Regions from separate parts of the Mus musculus genome. Here regions 1 and 2 are each linked to region 3. A link is a contact called in public HiChIP or PLAC-seq and promoter capture Hi-C data. All regions are on one chromosome and are shown on one strand. Each heading gives the region's core, a stretch centred on a gene start, on an enhancer-like site or on the middle of the called end of the contact. The rest is flanking DNA. Distances are from core to core; before and after follow the strand shown. Region 1 holds the start of Pbld2 (phenazine biosynthesis-like protein domain containing 2). Region 2 holds the start of Ccar1 (cell division cycle and apoptosis regulator 1). Region 3 holds the start of Sar1a (secretion associated Ras related GTPase 1A).

Region 1 (4,365 bases), core at 1,161-3,660, 1.3 Mb before region 3:
TGTCGAGAAACAGTGGTGGCTATGTGAAGAAGGTGTTCGCTCTTTTAAAGTCATCAGATATTTAGTTCATAAGCCAAAGAAGGAATCCTTCACAAAGCCCTGTCAGAGTTGATGTTCCAAAGCCCTTAAACACAGACTAGACACAACTCCAATACAATGCTGTGGACTGTTTTGTTCTTGGCTTGTTTTCATGCAGGCAGAATGATCTGCAGTATCATTAGGGATCTATGAACACCGACGGTAGACTACTTTTTAGCTAATGTGCTCTGTCTGCCCCCAAGAGAATGCACTCTCAATTTCTTTCATTTCCCCGAAGGTCCTGCATGGAATTTTCCTACTCCCTTTATTCTGATGGAGTGACGCAGGGTGACTGAGCCTCGGATTGTTTTCCTCCAGGAGCTGTGGGCATTTCCATTTCCTTCTCCTGCTTCATCTTTTCTCTTTATACACTATAACAAAGATGGACTTCAGGGTCCCTCTGACCTCTATTCTAACAGGAGAGCACATGAAAGAGAGAGGGGGGGAGGAAGTGGGGAAAGGAGAGGGGGCAAGGAAAAAAGAGAGGGGAGGTGAAAAAAGCAGCTGGGAGCCCCGAGTTGTAACCGTCTCCATGGAAACAATTCCTTAGAGATCAATCTGGAAACAATTCTGTAGGCATCCCCGGAACAGCAGGGTCCAATCACACCAAGCTTTACAACAGGATTCAACTGGGTGAGGAAGGAGCAGGTTCTTTTTTTTTTTTTTTTTTTTTTTTTTTTTAAGGAAAATTAGTAAACTAAGAAGCTAATACAAATTACCTTTACCATGGTCAAATGCCTCTTTAAATGAAAACTTCCCTACTTGCTGTAACAAAAGGGCAAAAGGCCTGGAGTACTAATTTGAAGACCTAAATCTTCATAGTGGTAACCGGCACTCACCACAAAGAAATGACAGAGACACGCCTCCAAAGAAATGACAGAGACACGCCTCCAAAGAAATGTCAGCATTGGTTGAAAAGTCATACATTAGAGCCATCAAAACGAATTGAGGATTGTGGCCGATAACCACACAAAGTGTGTGCAAAGAATGCCAAATTCATTCATGCTGTAAGCAGACTGAATTCCAGGGGAAGAGGAAAAGGGATTACAGAATTCCACCTACCCAATCATGTTGAAAGAGTGAAAGGTAAAGGAGCCATGTAATTAAAACCCAATAGAAGAAAGGCCCTGGGAAGGTTTCATCCTAAGAGTTCAGCTTGGAGTACTGCTAATAAGCCAGTTCCCTTTAGGTTTGTTACCCCCTCCACCCCACCGCCCAGAGGCAGTGTTTCTCAGTGTAGCCCTGGCTGTCCAGGAACTCACTCTGAAGACCAGGCTGGCCTCCAACAAAGAGATCCAACTGCCTCTGCCTCCCGAGTGCTGGGATTAAAGGTGTGCACCACTACCCAGCTAAACCAGTTACTTTTTTAAAAAAGAGAACATACTTTGGGCTCTAAATCAACCCCCAGCTATTAAAAGGAGGGGGTGGGGTAACTTTAGGGGATTAAAGTAACAATAAAATAACCAAGCTTCAGCAAGTGTCTGGCCAGTAAGCCACTAACTTGTCACCACATAAAAGAGTTTAGTGTTATCAAGTGTAATTATTTTCACTCTTGTGGGACTAGGGACTGCATCTGTGAAATACCACTTTGTAAGGCTATGGAGACACAGAGGGTCAGGAGTTCAAGGACATCCTTGGCTACCCAAGAACAAAGACAAGGAACTGCTTACCATGCCATTTCAGGAAGTACTTAATAAACCTGAGCTATGACGGCTTCTAGAACATACTTTGATTTTCCTGTCTGTAAGTATAAGCACACTGCGCCCCCCCCCCCTTCTCTGAAGGATATTTTGGGCTATAAAATCAGTAGAGTACTAAAGACTTTCAAGTAGGTTTGAAGATGAATTAAAGCCGTGAAATACAAGTTTCCATACAAGAAAGTCATTGGCCTCTTGGCTCTAGTATAAACATAAATAAAAATTCATAGTAAATCAAATCCAACCTTCCACACTGCCACTACTCCACTCCACATGGACTTCCCAGTGTTTGTAGCACAAAGAAATCTTTGGATGCACACTGAAGGGTGATTCCAACCCAGCCCCATCCACGTTCACAGCCTTAGTCTGTCCAGCCCGGCCTCTTTTCGCCCTCTGCTGTCCGTACCCACCTTAATTAGCTTTGCTCTCCCAAGTCTCTCAACACCAGGGTGGCCCTCCACCTTCCCACAGCCTTTCCATGTGCAATTTGTGTTACAACTTTAAAAAAGCCATAAACGGGTCGGGAGCAATCTTGGTAGCACGACAGAACCTCCACATGCGGTTTTTTTAGGTGTCTCCTGCGAGCACAATTTTTAGGAATACCAAACTCTTACTTAGATAAAGTCTATTGCCGTGAACCACAGACCCGTCACCCGGGTTTAATGGAGAGAAAAACCGAACCTGGCAGGTAGGAAACCAATCAAGGCGCCAAGGCTGCCTACGCAGGGGAACAAAGGGGATGCCCCAGGCTAGGACGGGAATCCTGCTGGGTTTAGACGCTTTGTATCTTCGCAGGCGCAACATTCATCTTTTTTTCTGATTGCATAATGCAAATATGGTGGACCAGCAAAGCCGTCCCCGGGTTGGGGGGCGGGGTGACAGAAACCACGTGGCTCCTTCCGCGCGGGGGCCTTTGTGGGATCTATTCCCAGTGGAGCAGATAAGAAACTTAGCAAACCGCGTGACCACGGCTCCTCAGAGGCCCGTGGGGAGGGACAAACGTGAGCTCCGGGGTTCAGAGGGTTGGTCGGTCGGCGGGAGCCAACGGAGTCCGCCACAGCCCACTCGCTGCGACTCCACGCCCACCACGGTGGCAACCGGGCAGGTCCCGAGTGCGCAGGTGCGCTGCGCCCCGCCCCCTGGGAGACCACGCTGTCACTCAAGTATCGCGAGAGCAGCGCGGCAGAGAGGGGGTGGGCCTGGGCAGTCGGCCCTGCCCCCTCCCTCTCTCTCGCCCCCCTCCCATCCCCCCTCGGCAGTCGCTCGGCTGCGCAGCTCCTAGAGCGGTTGGCGCGGCGGGAGACGGTTGAGGGGAGCGAGGGAGCCGAACCGTTGTGGCGAGCGCTCAGCAGCGGGCGAGCCAGGCGTCCCTGCCCGCGACCAGACCCGCGCGAGCGTCGGTGTAGGCGTTGCTTACGCCCCACAGGGTATCTGAAGTAGAAGGGGGGGTAGGTTGGGCCGGCGGTGCCGACAGCGGAGTCGGGAGAAGGACGAAGAGCCCGGGAGCGGGTGAGGGAACGCGGAGTGGCCGCTCGCTCGCTCTCCCCCGCCGCTCGGCTGCCGCCATCTTGGGGGCCGGTAGCGGTCGGGTCGCCTTCCCGCCTTTCCCCCGCTCGGGCTACTTTGTCGCCTCCGGCTTACGGGAAAGTGTCCGGCAGGAGAGAGTGCGGGCGGGAGATCCGAGCTCTCCGGTAGGGATGAGGGTGGGGAGCTCAGCGAGCCGGGAAAGCGGGACGCGCTCCGGGTGGAAATGGCGCTCGGCGGGCCCGGCCACCCACCGGGGCCTCCGGTGCTCTCGAAGGGACTACCTGGGGCCGGCGGGGCTGCGAGGGGCTGCTGACGCAGACTCCAGGGTTGAGACAGGGGGAGCTGGGGGCGGGGGAAGGAGAAGCCAGTGACGACGAGGGCGCTCCGATGCCAGATGCAGGACAAAGGCGGCCGCGGTCCTCCTTTGTAATTCCGCCGCTCGGTTGCGATGGCCTTGGCCGGGGGCCGGAGGCGGACTGTCCCCTATCTCCCGGGTCTCTAGGGCGAGCTGGGCAAACGGAAAATCTCCGGGAGGAGGCAAAGGACGCTTAGCCGACCTTTTAGTCCCTATTTGGAACTGCGGAGAGAGTCCGTTGCGCATCTCCAAAGAATTACCACCCACCTACCCCATGTCCCCCTCTTAGGTGTCGACCAAGACTTTTCATTTTGGAAGAGAAGTGCATGGCTTTTCTAATAGGAATAGTGCAAAGTGGGTGTGTTTCAAACAGGTCCGGGCCAGGTGAACTGCGAAGGTGCTGCGTTTAGGCAAGGGTGGAGAGTTAAGTTGTGTTTGGGGTAGTTAACTCTCCAGGAGTTGTGTTTTGTGTCGTTTTGTAATTAAGGCCGAAAGCCCAGTGCATTTCGTTTCATTTGATGGCTGAGCATGTTTAAAACTTGTATCGAACTGTGGTGTTTTGAAGCCGAAATAGGTCTCTTAAAGTGGAAGCCGAATCGCGTACCTAGTTGACGCGTTTTGGGTCCTTAAATTGGAAGCCGAATCGCGTACCTAGTTGACGCGTTTTGGGTCCTTAAATTGGAACTGTCATTAATTTTCATTGAAAAT
Region 2 (4,189 bases), core at 380-2,879, 1.1 Mb before region 3:
GGGTTTCTTTCAGAACTTAAAAAAAAAAAAAAAGAAGTATTTATTTATTTATTTATTTATTATGAGTACACTGTAGCTGTCTTCAGACACACCAGAAGAGGGCATCAGATCCCATTACCGATGGTTGTGAGCCACCATGTGGTTGCTGGGAATTGAATTCAGGACCTCTGGAAGAGCAGTTAGTGCTCTTAACCGCTGAGCCATTTCTCCAGCCCCCAGAACTTTTTTTGATAAGGTATCTCAGATTTAAGTTTTCTCACTTTGTCCCTCTTATTGCTGGGCCACCTGGCACACGCTGTTTTGAATTTTTACAAATTACTATAGTGTGATGACTATATTCTAATAGTTTGAAGGTCAGGACAGAATTAGTAAGGACAAAGGAGTTACATTTTACCCAACTTCTGTAAGTTTTACTTAAGTGGGAGAAAGGACCCTTGTGGTTTGAAAAATATTAAAGAACGTGTACCTATGTGATCCTGTGTTCATAAAATTTAAGGGAAAAAATACAAGGAACCACAGAAAAAGCTATATATTTTATCCTATTGGGTTTGATGAGATAAGGTGTTACACAGTCCAGGCTGGCCTTGAACTCCTGATCCTCCCTTCCCCTCCCTCCCAAGTGTTAGATTACAGGTCACCACCTGATCATGCTTGGCTCAGCTAATCTTATGTGGGATTCCTAGCATAAGCTATTTCATGTTGAGAATTTGACTAGATGTCACCAGCAGGTGTAGGACAAAATTAGAAAATGACTTAATAATAGCTCTGTCTTTCATTTTTTGAGACAGGGTTTATCTGTGTTGCCCTGGCTGTGTCTGCCTCTGCCTCTTGAGCGCTGGGATTAGAGGTGTGCACTTCCCCCATCCCCCAACCTTTCCACTCCCTCTCGCCCCCCAAATCCTCCAGCTGTTTCTTTTCAGTAGGGTCTTCAAATACTAGGGGTGATGATGGCCTGCACTCAGTGTATTAAAATCCACTCAGTTGTTCGCTTTTACACATTCCAGCCTTAATCCCGAGGAGATGGCACTGCGGTTAAAAGCACTAATCTCTGTTCTCAGGACCTGGGATTGATTATCAGCACCCACGGGGTGGTTCACACCGGTCAGGAACTCTAGTTTCGGGGGATCTGTCGTCTTCTCAGCTCCAGGGGCACCAAGCCCACACCTGTGCGCATAAATCATGGAGGCAAAACCCTCTAAAAATGAAAAGAATGTAAACAAAAAAAAATTTTTTTTTTTTGTTCTTCGAGACAGGATATGTCTGTATAACCCTGACTGTTTTGGAACTCACTCTGTAGACCAGGCTGGCCTCGAACTCAGAAATCCGCCTGCCTCTGCCTCTCGAGTGCTGGGATTAAAGGCGTGCGCCACCACTGCCCGCTAACAACGAAGTTCTTACAGGCTTATTCTTCCAAACATGTTCCAAACAAGAATAGAGGGACCACAAGATGGCGGCGGCGACACCGGCCGGACCACGTGACTGCCGCTCGCTCTCCCTCTCTCTCCCAGGGAAGGACAGCGTTGGCCTCAGAGCAGGCGAGCGACAGCCAGCTCATTGTTCAGCGAAGTCAAGGTAACCCGGCTGAGGCTCGCTCTCGCTCCCCAGTGAACGCACTCGCGGGGAGCGCGCACGCCGAACTTTTTTCGCGCACGCGCCCGTTCCTCTCGGAACCGGGAGGCGGTGCGGCGTAGGCAGGGGGGTTGGAGGGGAAAGCAGTCTGCGCATGCGCCTGAGCTTGACGGGTTTGAAATGGCTTCTCGGTTAACCCGGGCCAGACTCAGGTGAAGGTCTGGTCAGTGTTTTGGTGTGGCGCGGTGGGAGGCCGCGGCGGGTTGCTTCCGTTCGTTGGCAGCCGGTCAGCGGAGGGGTAGGGAGCGAGTGATGTGGCGGTGGCGGGTGGGTGTGTGATGGCGGACGCCGCGGGGCCGGCGGGCGAGGGACGCGGTCCCTTTTGTGCGGGTCGGAGTAGGCCCCACGCGCCGCGCCCTGCCCCCAGCGCAGCGGCTCCAGGCCCCTCAGGTGCGGCCTGCGCCCCTTCGACTGGGCCGGGCCAGGCCGGAGGCCGTGCGTCCTCCGGCCCGCGCTGCCCCGCCGCTGAGACCCGGCCCCGGGCGGCGGCGGCGAGCGTTTCCAGCGCTTGGAGGTTCTCTCAGACCGGCCCGGGGACCTCGGGGACTGCGACGACCCGCGGGCCCCAGTGGCCGCGGCCTGGGGCGCTGCCTTCCATCTTTCACGGCCGGCGCGTGGGAGGAAGATGAGTGTCCTCACCCCGGGATGCCAGGCCCATCTTTTCCTTTTCTCTTGGGTTTTTGAGCCGGGGTCTTCGCAGTGGTTCTTTTGGAGCCGCGCGTCCTCCCAACTGCCTCCCCACTCCCGGAGTGGAGACTAGGGTGACAAAGGCCATAGTGACTTCCTAGCCCTTAAAGTAATGTTCGTTATTGAGATGGTATCTGCCAATACCTTTATGGGGGAGGGGGGGTCTCGACGCAGTTTCCGTTATTGATTTAACCCCACTGCAGGACCTCAGACCATCGCCCAAAGAAACACGCAGGCTGTACTTGCTGCGTCTATAAGTTCGTTTGTCCCCAGAGAGAGAGGCTCTGTATCTAGCCCTAGCTGGTTTGTAATGTCATATAAATCATGCTGGCCTGGAGTTTATAGAGATCCGCCTGACTCTGCCTCTGGAGGGATGGGTTGGGAGGGGATTAAAGGCTTTGCCACTAAGCTCGGGCAGACCTTTTTAGGAAATGACCTTGTAGTTACTGAAGGAAGTTCCTTTAAGTCAGCCCCAAGGATATCTTTTAAATAGAGTATGCACAAGTGATCTGTTGATAGGCTGGTTGTGCGTTTTATTTCAAATGTTCTGTTGCACACTTCGGTTGGTTCTTGTTTGGAACGTGTCTTTAATATATCAATGATTTCTCTAAACTAGCCTTTTCCTATATCCTTTATAGGTATCTGCTATAGAAGGGAAACAAGTGAAAGTTTTCCCCCCCTTGCATCATGGCTCAGTTTGGAGGACAGAAGAATCCACCATGGGCTACTCAGTTTACAGCCACTGCGGTCTCACAACCAGGTCAGGCAACTGAACCCTTGGACTGGAAATGATATACCCTTTAGTTTTTAAGATACTTTTGAAAATTAACTCAGGAACAAAAACAAAACCCCACTTATCCAGCAATTTGAACACTTTTTTTTTTTTTTTTTTTTTTGGTTTTTCAAGACAGGGTTTCTCTGTGTAGCCCTGGCTGCCCTGGAACTCACTTTGTAGACCAGGTTGGCCTCGAACTCAGAAATCCTCCTGCCTCTGCCTCCCAAGTGCTGGGATTAAAGGGGTGTGCCACCACGCCCGGCTCTTTGTTTTTGTTTTGTTATTTGTGTCTAATTTTTTTTTAGTTTACTAAGGGGTTTTGCCATTTAAGTCTTCCACTACACTTTACCATTTGTGTTTGGCCTTTGATATACAGTCTTTATTAGCAGCAGTCCTTTGGCATGAGCAACCACACCCAGCTTATAGTTTTCAAATGCCTTAAGTTTATCTTTTTTCCTCTGGGTTTTTGGGTTTCAGTTAGGTTTGTCTGTGTAGCCAGTAGTCTTGGCTGTCATGGAACTCACTATTTTGACCAGGCTGGCCTTGAACTCAGATCTGCTTGCCTCTGCCTCCCAAATGCTGGGACTAAAGGTGTGTGCCACCATGCCCATAATTAAAGTTGGTTTAATTATGTTTTATAGAACACTAATTTATTAGAGAGAATCCTCCTTCCCTAGCTTCCTCCCTTCCTTTGTGGTGCTGGGGATTTAATTGTACTGAGCTTCAAGTAGAATATATCTTGTTTCCCATGTTTTCAGTTTTAAGAAGATACATTTTTAGGCCAGGTATGGTGGCATACTTCTCAAAACAACAAAAATCAAAAAACCAACCTGCTTTAAAACTTAAACAGCAAAAACAAAAAAGCCAAAGTATTTTAAAGTAAATATACCTGATTTATCTTTCTTCTTTTCTTTTTTTTCCTGGTCATAGTCGACATGCCTTTAATTTTAACACTTGGGAGGCACAGGCAGGATCTCTGAGTTTAAGGCCAGCCTGGTCTAAATAATGAGTTCCATGATAGCCAGGATTACATAGATCTTATCTAGATGCCTCTCCCCTAATTATTTGTATTTTTTAAAATTACATTTTCATGCTCCT
Region 3 (4,198 bases), core at 562-3,061:
CCAAAATGATAAGGAAAAGTATTAGAATGAATTCTTCAGTGATGTTAAAAAGTAGTACTGGGACTGGAGAGATGGCTCAGTGGGTAAGAGCACTGACTGCTCTTCCAGAGTTCAATTCCCAGCAACCACATGATGGCTCACAACCATCTGTAATGGGATCCGATGCCCTCTCCTGGTGTGTCTAACAGTTACAGTGTACTCATATACATAAAATAAATACATAAATCTTAAAAAAAAAAAAAAGTAGTACTCCTCTCAGAGCCCAGAGTTGGGCTGTACTGCTGCCCAAAGCTGAAGAAATGGCCTTGCTGACACTGTCCTTGAGATCTCGGGATCTGAACCAATTCATCCACCAGCAACCTTAGAATTTATACAGCACCAGCACAAATACCTTCATCTCATCCTCCCACCAACTCTAGCAAGCCAAGATGAAGACGAGGACACTCTTTAGGCTCCCTGTCCTGTTCAAGACTGTGCGGTCAAAAGCATCAGTTCCAAAAGCCAGGAGAGACGGATCAGAGGTTCAGAGTACCAACTGCTCTCCCAGAGGCCCTGGGTTCAAGCCCCAGCACCCACATGCGGCTCAGAACTGTAACTTCATCTCTAGGGGATCTCACACAGGCACACATGGAGGTAAAACAACAATTCACATCAAATAAAAATAAGGTATTTAAGAAGAAAAGCCTCTCACCTAAAACCAAAGCCCTTTTCCTGCTAATATTAAATTCCAATCATAAGACTTCCAAAAGGGTAAAAGGTAACTTTCTTCCTTAACCTACCACCTACACAGACGATAATCTTAAGAACACACTATTTTCTATTCTTCGTCTACTCTATCATCTATGGAATGTTAAGAATATTAAAACCAACAACACAATTCATGAACCTTAAGTAAAAACCGTGCAAATATCAAGATGGGAACAAACAAGTGCCAGAAAGACCATCAAGCAATAAAAAACGTACTCTCAAACATATTCACTCCGGGTGAATCTGGGATAGAAGGCAGCTGGCTATTAACTAAGAAAGTCTACGTAGCTGCAAGGTGAATGTCAAAGATCAGCTTCCTGACAATTCCCCCCTAACCCTCCCTTCTCAACCTGAGCGGACAGTGCCCAGGTACTGAAGAAACACCCAGTGAGGGAGGATACTGAGAAAGGGTACGACTACCAATGGTACCATTGGTCGGTACCATTCTCACCTGGGTAAAAATGACGAAGAAAACATTCATCTACGATAATCGCCCAAGAGGGAATTTTTCCATGCACAGGAAAAATAAAAAGGGTGGATGGGAGTGGGGTGTTGGTGGAGGGAGAGACCATGGGTTCCAGACAGGGCATCGGATACCCAGAGGCTGAACGTGGGGCTCGAGCGCCCACTCGCTACTCGAGGGCCACGATCTGCAGAACGCAAGGATGAGTGCCAGGGCTCCAGCTATCCTCACCGAGGAACCAGACTCCTCCGCTATGGAGGCCACGAAGCCGTCTCCTCCCCCAAAAAAAACCCCGACCGCCGCCACGCCACCCCGCAGCCCGTCCCCGCCCAGAGCCGGCCCGCGGAACCGCCTGCGTGTCACTGCACCCCCACCCAGCCCCTCCGCGGCGGCCCCGCGCCCCGGCCTTCGCTGTGGCCCGTCCCGGGCCCGCTGCCCCACCGCCACCTCCTCCGCTGGGGCCCCGACTCACGGCCCGAGGGGCTCCTCCGGCGGTGGCTGGCGGCGCGACCCTCCCTCAGAGCACACAGACCAGCAGTCCCCGGGTCCGCCAGCTACGCGCCGGATGTACGTCACGCCCCTCCCTGAGACTTCCGGGCACGCACGTGCCCCGCCCCCTCGACGCGTCACGCCGTCCGGGCTGTGGGTACCGCCCTAACAGCCACTCTGGCCGCGGAGAGGCGGGCCTAAGGAGTGACGTACGCTCGGGGTGAGGCTCCGCCCGCTCTGTGGAGGCTCTCAAGCGGGGTAAGACGTGGCAGCGTCTGTCAGGCGGCCTGGGCTTCTGTCCCCAACTTAAGCAGCTACTTAAGCAGCCTGGGGCTTCCGATCCCAGTATGTTTTCAGACGCGCGCCGGACATCAGAAGCGGAGGCTGCCAGATATCAGTAGAGTCTAGGACAGTAGAATTGACTTTGGAGACCTCAACCTAGGTGGATGTCACCTAGTCATCGTTTTAAGTTGTTTTCCCCGCCTTGGGATAGCGTTTCTATTTTTCAGCTTTCTAAATAAAAGCAACAAGAGTTTAATGAGCAGTTTTGGGCAGTACCCTGACTGCTTGGGATCCTTCATCTGGTTTAACCCTCAGTACGTATTAATAGCTCCACTGAACAAATCAGTTAACTGGGGCTTGCAAAATAGCTCATCCATCAGGTCAAGGTAGGTTTGCCTACTGTTTTAGCCAGGGCTCTCAGAGGAACCACAACTGGCCCCGCATTGTGATGCACGCCTTTAATGCCAGCCCTTGGGAAGCTAATGTCTATGGATCTCTGAGTTCCAGGCCAGCCAGAGTTACACGGCGATACCCTGTCTTAAACAAACGAATAAATAAGGAACAGAGATAGAATAATTATACATGTGCAACTTAAAAAATATTTACAAGTGTTTTGTTTGCATGAATGTCTGTACTATGTACATGTTTGTTGCCTGCAGAGACCAAAAGGGTGTCAGATCTCCTGGAACGGGAGTTATAGACCATGGTGAGATTCTAGTGAGCATATCTCTGCTGGGAATTGAACCCAAGTCCTCTGGAAGACCATCCAGTGCTCTTCACTGCTCAGCCATCTCTCTAACCCCAATATATCGTTAAGAGGATTTATTAGAGTGGCTTACAGGCTGTGGTCTGAGTAGTCCAACAATTGGTTGTTTCCCAATGGGAAGGCCAAGAGTTGGGTAATGGTTCAGACCATACCAGACTGATAGGCTCAGCAGTCCCAATCTGATGCTGAGAATCTAGGGAACTACTACATAGCCAGTAGTCTTCAGTCGAAGTTGGAATCCCAAAGAAGTAGGTCCTAATATCAATGGAGGGATGCCTCAACAACAGAACAGATGAACTTGCCAGGGAGAGTGAGGGCAAGCAGGCAAAAAAGCAAACGCCTCCTCCTTCCATGTCCTTTTATGTGGGCTGCCACTCGAGAGTGTGGCCCAGATTTAGGGTGGGTCTTCCCACTTCATATGATCCGATCAAGAAAAATCCCTCACAGGTGTGACCAGCTGCTTTCATCTTAGTTAATTCCAGATGTGATCAACTTGACAACCAAGATTAGCAGTCACACTGCTCAAAGATCAAGACTGACAACCTGAGTTCAAGTTCCAGAACCACAGAAAGTGGGGTGGGGAGGGCAGTCTCTGCAAATGCCAGGGCTGGCAAAGGAATGGTTCCTGTGAACTAAGAAGGAAAGCAAGTGAGTGCGACTTAGTTAGCCAGTGTTGGTTCCAACTTCCAGAGTTTGATACCAGGCATTTCATAAAAATGGGTCTAAAGCTACAGGAGGGTCTGGTGAGGTCTCAGTCATGAGGTCACCAAGCTAAAAAGTACATGTGACATCTCCCCTAAGAATGAGTTCAATCCCAGCACCCACATGGCTGCTCACAAGCATCTGTAACTCCAGTCCCACGGGATCCAGCACCCTTTTCTGACCTTCAAGGCTTCTTAGAACACACAACACACATATATGTAAGTAAAATGTTCATAGACACAAACTGACTAAGGTCATTTTAAAAATCAAAAAAACAATGCAGCAAGGTGTATCAGAATACAGCTACATTCCAGCCCTCGGGGGGCAGAGGCAGGAGAACCTCTGAACTCTGAGGGCAGCTTGGCTTGTGAGTGCCAAGAAGAGATGCAGTCCAGCCCTGCACGAGCAGCCCAAGGGGCTCCTTTCCCCATCCCATTCAAGTAAAGACAGGCATTTGCCTGCAGCTCAGAAGAATCAGAGTGACGTGAAGTTAGCCAGTTTATTAAACAGACCTAAGAAGAGGTACAAGCTTCCGAAAGGTTCTCAACCGGCCTAAGGCTTCGACTCTTTAATACAGTTCCTCAGGCTGTGGCAACCTGGGACTCCCCCTCAACCATAAAATTATTTTCAGTTTTGTTTTTGTTTTGTTTTTGTTTTTTGAGACAGAGTTTCTCTGTGTAGCCCTGGCTGTCCTGGAACTCACTCTGTAGCCCAGGCTGGCCTCGAACTCAGAAATCTGCCTGCCTCTG

The links. Promoter capture Hi-C pulls out the DNA fragments that hold promoters and counts their contacts. HiChIP or PLAC-seq counts read pairs in DNA pulled down with a chosen protein or histone mark.
Region 1: a promoter capture Hi-C map of liver shows a contact between it and region 3, with 3 times the contacts expected there. The contact joins the promoter of Pbld2 here to the promoter of Sar1a in region 3. A contact is called at or near these places in 2 of 39 promoter capture datasets (liver and pre-B cells).
Region 2: a contact with region 3 is called in an H3K27ac HiChIP or PLAC-seq map of extraembryonic endoderm stem cells, with 7 times the contacts expected there. The contact joins the promoter of Ccar1 here to the promoter of Sar1a in region 3. A contact is called at or near these places in 2 of 39 promoter capture datasets (erythroid cells and pre-B cells) and 2 of 115 datasets of contacts at active chromatin or transcription factors (embryonic stem cells and extraembryonic endoderm stem cells).

Annotation. Positions count from the first base shown.
Region 1 is chr10:63,022,557-63,026,921 of GRCm38.p6, reverse strand. It overlaps Pbld2 (phenazine biosynthesis-like protein domain containing 2), which reads right to left and starts at 2,410. Exons shown (of 10, transcript NM_026085.2): 1 at 2,186-2,410. Hnrnph3 (heterogeneous nuclear ribonucleoprotein H3) reads left to right here and starts at 3,073. Exons shown (of 10, transcript NM_001079824.1): 1 at 3,073-3,202.
Region 2 is chr10:62,789,808-62,793,996 of GRCm38.p6, reverse strand. Ccar1 (cell division cycle and apoptosis regulator 1) reads left to right here and starts at 1,629. Exons shown (of 25, transcript NM_026201.3): 1 at 1,629-1,781; 2 at 2,955-3,076. The coding sequence starts at 3,004.
Region 3 is chr10:61,677,898-61,682,095 of GRCm38.p6, reverse strand. Sar1a (secretion associated Ras related GTPase 1A) reads right to left here and starts at 1,811. Exons shown (of 7, transcript NM_009120.3): 1 at 1,683-1,811. It overlaps 1700022H01Rik (RIKEN cDNA 1700022H01 gene), which reads left to right and starts at 1,806. Exons shown (of 2, transcript NR_126477.1): 1 at 1,806-1,957.